2 separate regions of the Mus musculus genome follow, and region 2 is linked to region 1. The links are chromatin contacts, called in public Micro-C maps. All regions are on one chromosome and are shown on one strand. Each heading gives the region's core, a stretch centred on a gene start, on an enhancer-like site or on the middle of the called end of the contact. The rest is flanking DNA. Distances are from core to core; before and after follow the strand shown.

What was found. A called contact is a pair of places that touch in the nucleus more often than the background predicts.
Region 2: a contact with region 1 is called in a Micro-C map of the G1E-ER4 cell line, with 10 times the contacts expected there. The contact joins two enhancer-like sites. A contact is called at or near these places in 11 of 484 Hi-C or Micro-C datasets (the G1E-ER4 cell line, differentiating embryonic stem cells, embryonic stem cells and 4 more), 2 of 115 datasets of contacts at active chromatin or transcription factors (embryonic stem cells and epiblast stem cells) and 1 of 9 other capture datasets (adipose tissue).

Annotation. Positions count from the first base shown.
Region 1 is chr13:13,845,999-13,848,836 of GRCm38.p6, reverse strand. No RefSeq gene overlaps it. Among named protein-coding and RNA genes, the nearest start is that of Gng4, 63 kb to the right of the region's middle. Within about 2 kb of position 1,411, at least 6 of the 459 cell types and tissues checked have an H3K27ac peak or open chromatin away from gene starts, as enhancers often do. A contact at or near this core is called in the G1E-ER4 cell line, where this site is marked.
Region 2 is chr13:13,967,577-13,970,414 of GRCm38.p6, reverse strand. All of the region lies in intron 2 of B3galnt2 (UDP-GalNAc:betaGlcNAc beta 1,3-galactosaminyltransferase, polypeptide 2), which reads right to left. Among named protein-coding and RNA genes, the nearest start is that of B3galnt2, 14 kb to the right of the region's middle. Within about 2 kb of position 1,439, at least 159 of the 459 cell types and tissues checked have an H3K27ac peak or open chromatin away from gene starts, as enhancers often do. A contact at or near this core is called in the G1E-ER4 cell line, where this site is marked.

The DNA.
Region 1 (2,838 bases), core at 162-2,661:
ACGGCACACGCACACACACACACACACACACCTTTAAAAGGAGCTTGAAATAGTTAAGTTTTAATGAAATTCAAGCACAGAATAATTCTGGTGAGACTTGCATTAGAGAAAGAACTGGACAGGCCATGCTTCACACTCAGCTCTTGTTCAGTTATGTCCTAGTTTTTGTGTTTCCTCAAGAGGCTGTGTCCAACCTGACCCAAAAGTTCTGTGCAACCTCTGAGGAAAAGACTGTCCTCTGTCACCCTGTGTCCTGCACCAGTATCTCAGTAGCAGCACTAGGGACACTGTGAACCAAGTGATTCTTCACTGGGAGGGACCAGGAATGGAAGAACAGAACACAACCCACTTCTAGGGCTCTAGCCACCAGAGCCAGCAACATCCCCTCCTGTGCCATACAATCAAAAATGTCTCTTGGGGCTGGAGAAATAGGTTAATGGCTAAAGATCTTGCCACACACACAGGCATAAGAATCATAGTTCAGATCCCCAGAATCCACATAAATGCCAAGTAGGGGTGCCAGCCTGCCTATATTTCTAATGCAGGGAAGGCAGGCATGGTTTGCCTGGGCAAGCTGGCTAGTTAGACTAGCCATACAGGAGAGCTATGACTTCAACTGAAAGACTCTGATTCAACAAATAAGATTTAAAAAAGAAGACGCAAAGCATCAGCCTTGAATCTCCAATATACATGAGTGCACATCACACATGCACATGAGAGAAAGTAAAAAAAAAAAAAAAAAAAAAAAACTTCTCTAAATACTGCCAAAGTGTCCCCTGCGGGGTGAAATTCTCCCTGGTAGGGAAGCACTGCCCTGTATCTGTGCCTCTGAAAGGGCTTAAAATGAAATTTTTCTTTCAAGAATTGATTGTTACTAAGTGGTACCAAGAACACTACCATTACACACTGATGAGAATTTTTTTAAAGATCCCACAACTTTTAAGAGGCCCCCACTTCTAAAACTTTCATCTACCCAAAAGCCAAAATTGCACACACTCAAAAAACCAAAACCAAAACCAACCAAATAAACAAAAAACTGCCTTGAACTTGTTTTCCAGAGAAAGGAACAGACTACTTTCTAAGCTTGTCCAAGGTAAGATTTAATCTATAAGAATTATCTTATAGAATTCCTGACTTGATTCAAATAATTTTAGAAAGTTTTAAAAAATGGTTTTAGTTGTTTTGCCAGAAAGATATAATAAAGTTAGAATCAAGAATAGAATGTGCCCACTCCTCTTAAAATAGTAGTAATGACTGCACAATAAGGCATACAATGAGCTTTCACAATTACACTAAAAAGAGAAATAGGCTTGGGACAAATTTGTGATCAAGGAAAAACCTTCATTCTAGGTCAGATCTAAGGATGAAGCCACAGGTGTGCACCACGATAAAGTGGAACTTTTAAACTTATATTGAACTTTCAGAATAAACACCGGTTTGAACTTAATATCAACATCCTTTTGTAACTTCCCTTTTCTGTAACATTTTATCTATGAAGTAATTTTCTAAGAATTTTTGTCTATAAAAAGGCCAGAGAATAGAAATAAGGTGGTGGCTTGGGAGCTCTGCCCTATCCATCCATTCAAATGTCTGTGTATGGCATTTGGGGCTCAGCTCCATCCATCAAATGTATGTATGTATGTCTGTTTGTCTGTGTGAAGGTATGCATAAACACTTGTGGAGTAGATGAAACACGTGGTCAGGCCCAAGCAGAATGTGTGTGTATGAATGGGTGTGCCTCTGTGCATATTGCCCTTGTAAAGGATTTTAATTCTTTTCTTGTCTTTGTAACATTTTTTCTATGAGGTAATTTTTTCTTACACAGAGAACATTTTGGCTAAAAGCTATAAAAAGCTGAAAGTAACTTAAAAAAAGGTGGTGTAGCCATTTCCAGCTTCATCTGGTGTGTGTGTTGTTTGTGTAAGTGACGTCTTTCCTTTTCTCTTCTCTCTGGTTCAGTAAAGGATAACAAGCTCTGAGCCTCTTGCCTGGCCAGTAAGGGGCTTCTGGCTGGCTTGCCAGAGCAAGGAACACTAACAATTAATCCTTTACTTAATTCCCCACTGCTAAACAGCATAAACTATTCACAATAAATCAGCATTTATATTTAAGCACAAATAATAAGAAACCAGCATCTGGGGCTAGAGAGATGGCTCAGCGGTTAAGAGCACTGACTCCTCTTCTAGAGGTCCTGAGTTCAATTCCCAGCAATCACAGGATGGCTCGCAACCCTCTTCTGGTGTGTCTGTAAACATCTACAGTAATAAGAAAGCTAGAGACTAAAAGACCAGAGCTTATTGAAGCACAACTGGAAAGATTATAAGGCCAGAGATCATTCAGTTGTTTAGCCTTCAGCCAACTCTGGGTTCCACCCCAGAACTGCTCCCCTAAGGCTGGGACAGGCCTCTAGCAAGTGTCTGCGCTTTAAGTTATTTAAAATGTCAGTGTTTTAAAAATTATTTTAAAAAACATGCCATGCATCATCTAGGCTTTCCTCAAGGGATGGCTCTTCTGGTGAACAAGCTGTACTGATAGCATCAGCTTGGAAGTCTGTCATTTGTTGCAAAAACAACAAAGGCATCTTTCCTCAAGAAAGGTGACCTGAGAGGACTGCACTGCTACATTTTGTAGCTGCATTAATAAGAATAAATAAGCATGCACAGTAGATCAAACACAACCCCGCATAAAGGAACGGGACTGCTGGAGACATTTCTCTAGGATAAAAGAAAGATGGCAGAAAGCTCTGAGGGAAGCAAAGAGCCTTTGAAGGAATCTTGGAGAAGGTGGTTGTCAGCAGCATGCCTTGGCTAGGGAGAAATAAAGAATTCAATCCTTTAT
Region 2 (2,838 bases), core at 190-2,689, 120 kb before region 1:
TGGTTGCCTTGTGATCTGTTACTCAGGTTACCTATTGCCTTCATCTCTCTTTGGTCTACTCATTCTTCTCTCTATCCTCTGGCAACACTTATTTATCCCTAAGGCTATAACTGGTCCAAGAATGATTCTTAAACTTGAACATCTAGTGTCAACACAACTTCCAAGTACTCAATCCTCAAGTTTTTTGGCATTGTCATCTAGATTACCCACAAGGAGCTGAGTTCTAAAGTGCTAGCTTAAGAGAACCAGTTGTCAAATTTTCAACAAATTTTGTAAATGGTTAAGTACAGTCTTTATTAATTTACAGAAACAACTAAATATATTTAAAACAAGGAAACACTAAGTTCTCCACTTCCTGGGTTTCTTACTAAGGTTATTTATACTTTTATCTACTGGATGGAATAGTCATGCTGTATCTCTTTACAATTCTGTGCCCAATTACTTCACATTAGTTGCTTGAAATTACATCATAGTAGTTGGCCTTTGTGAAAATATCTAAACCACAGAAATTGATAAACAATAAGGACTCGATTTCTTGTATCACTGTTTCTCTAGACTATGAGAAAATGTTATTAGTGCAGATTAAGCCTACATGTAATACATTTCCAGCCTTTACTTTCTGAACAGTACTAAAAAAATAGGAATAGGTTTTCTTTTTCTCTACCTGCCTCTGCCTCTGCCTCCCAAGTGCTGGGATTAAAGGCGTGTGCCACCACATCCGGCTGAATAGGTTTTCAATGTCCAAAAACTATTAGATGATCCAACAAAGAAGTCACTGACTTCACTGACTAAGAATAAATACTGACATATCTTAGCAGAAAAAAATTTGAACATTATTTTTATGTGTATGGGTATTTTGCCTGCATGAACATCTGGGTGCCACATGCAATGTAGTTCCCATGAAGTCAAAAGAAGGTAGTGGGTCCCCTGGGACTGGAATTACAAGACAGTTGTGAACTGCCATGAGGGCGCTTAGAACTGATCCTGGGTTCTCTAGCAGAGCAAGTAGAGCTCCCTCTTCAGACTTAAGTCTTATTCTTTAACCTAAAATATTTACTTCAGAGCTATATGGCTTTGGTGATTACACCCATAAATTTATTACAAATTTAATGTTCTGGAAAAATAGAAGCATTTTATGAAAATTAACTGACCAAATAGAATTTACTAATTTTACAGAGTACTACATGTTATTAACTATCAATTATGTGCTATAAGTCTTTATGTCAATAAAATTGTGATAAACCTAGGTACATAAGAATACACTTTTTTTTCAGGGAGCCATTCAATAAACATTTACAGAGTACACCATAGCCTGAGGGTGCCTGAGCTCAAGCACCCTCAGCTGAGCTTTTTTTTTCTTCTCGTCATACTTAGCACATTGCCTGAGGATTTCACAACTCTCAAGTCAGACACCTCCTGTTCCCTCTACAGATTCTGATGAGTCACTACGAAGTAGTCACACCCCTCAGAGTTCTTGTCTGAACAAGTCTGCTCCTACACACCTGCTTGCCATGAGCTATGCAGGAGACTGCTGACCTCTCACAGACACAGGCCTTTCCTCCTTTCCTTTCCCCACTTTTATTGTGTCCTCTTGTTTTCTGCCTTCCTAGGCTTTGCCTCTGCTCCAGCACTCACCTCCCAGAACCCCAGGTTACATGTGACTGATGTTCTCAAGCACTCCGGGTTATTTAAAAAGACTGATTTTATCATCTTCTGTCTGCCTGCCTGCACTGCCTATGAGTGTGCCCGCAAAGGCTAGAAAAGGGAGTTGATTTCTTGGAGCTGGAATTCCAGGAGGTTGCAAGGCACCAGATGAAGGTGTGGGAAATCAGACCTCAGGTTTCTCTGGAAGAGCAGCAAGTATTCTTAACTGCTGAACCAGCTCTCCAGGCTATTCCAGGCTATTTTACATATATCTCCATTGTACCCTATACTGTACTATCAACCTACCTATATGTACTAAACTTCAAGTCCCCTAGACTCCAGTTGCACCTTTGTGTTCTAGCACACACAGTGCACTACCTGCTTAGGATACATTAAAGTGATAAACTACAGCCTATTACAGAGGTTTGAAATCAAACACAGTCCTCATAATATAAATAACATGTTTGACTCCTTTGTTAAAACACAAGATACCAAAGAATTCCATAACCACAGAATGCACTGTTTTTACATGAATATGCTAACTAAATGATACTCGTCTTCTTTATTTATCTTAATAACCTTACTAAATTCATATAACTACTATGCCCTAGAAAGTTACTTTTGGTCTTGAATCTGTTTTTATATAGATTATCCATTATTTTCAGAAAACAAACCACAAGTTTATTTCATTTAAGTAACTGCTTCAAAGGCAAATGAATTTCTGGTATAAATTATACTCATTATTTTTAGTTCCAAGGCATTCACTCAATTGTTGTTAAATATCTATTTTATTCTTGGCCAAGTTAGGTTAGAGATCCTGGGGAATCTACCAGGAGATAAAATCAAAGAGCCCACCTCCTAGGGGAATGATGAGTGACTTATAGATGTACTACACATGCCAGCTGGTGATACATCTAATAATAAAGTCAAGCAGGGAAGCCAGGGATGGAGAAGTGGAGTGCTATCTAATCCCAGACTGTCAGCTAGAGAAGAATCTACCAGAGACTTGAAGGAATGCTACCATGGAGACATGTAGTGAAAGAGCGGTCAAAGCAAGAGCAAAGGCTCTGAAGCAGGAGCTCGTGTAGTGTACCGGAGGTAGGGGGAAAGGGGATAGGGAATGGGAAAGACGGTATCATATGTATTTCCCACAGCTGAAGACAGACTTTGTGTGTGTGTTTTGAAAACAGAAGG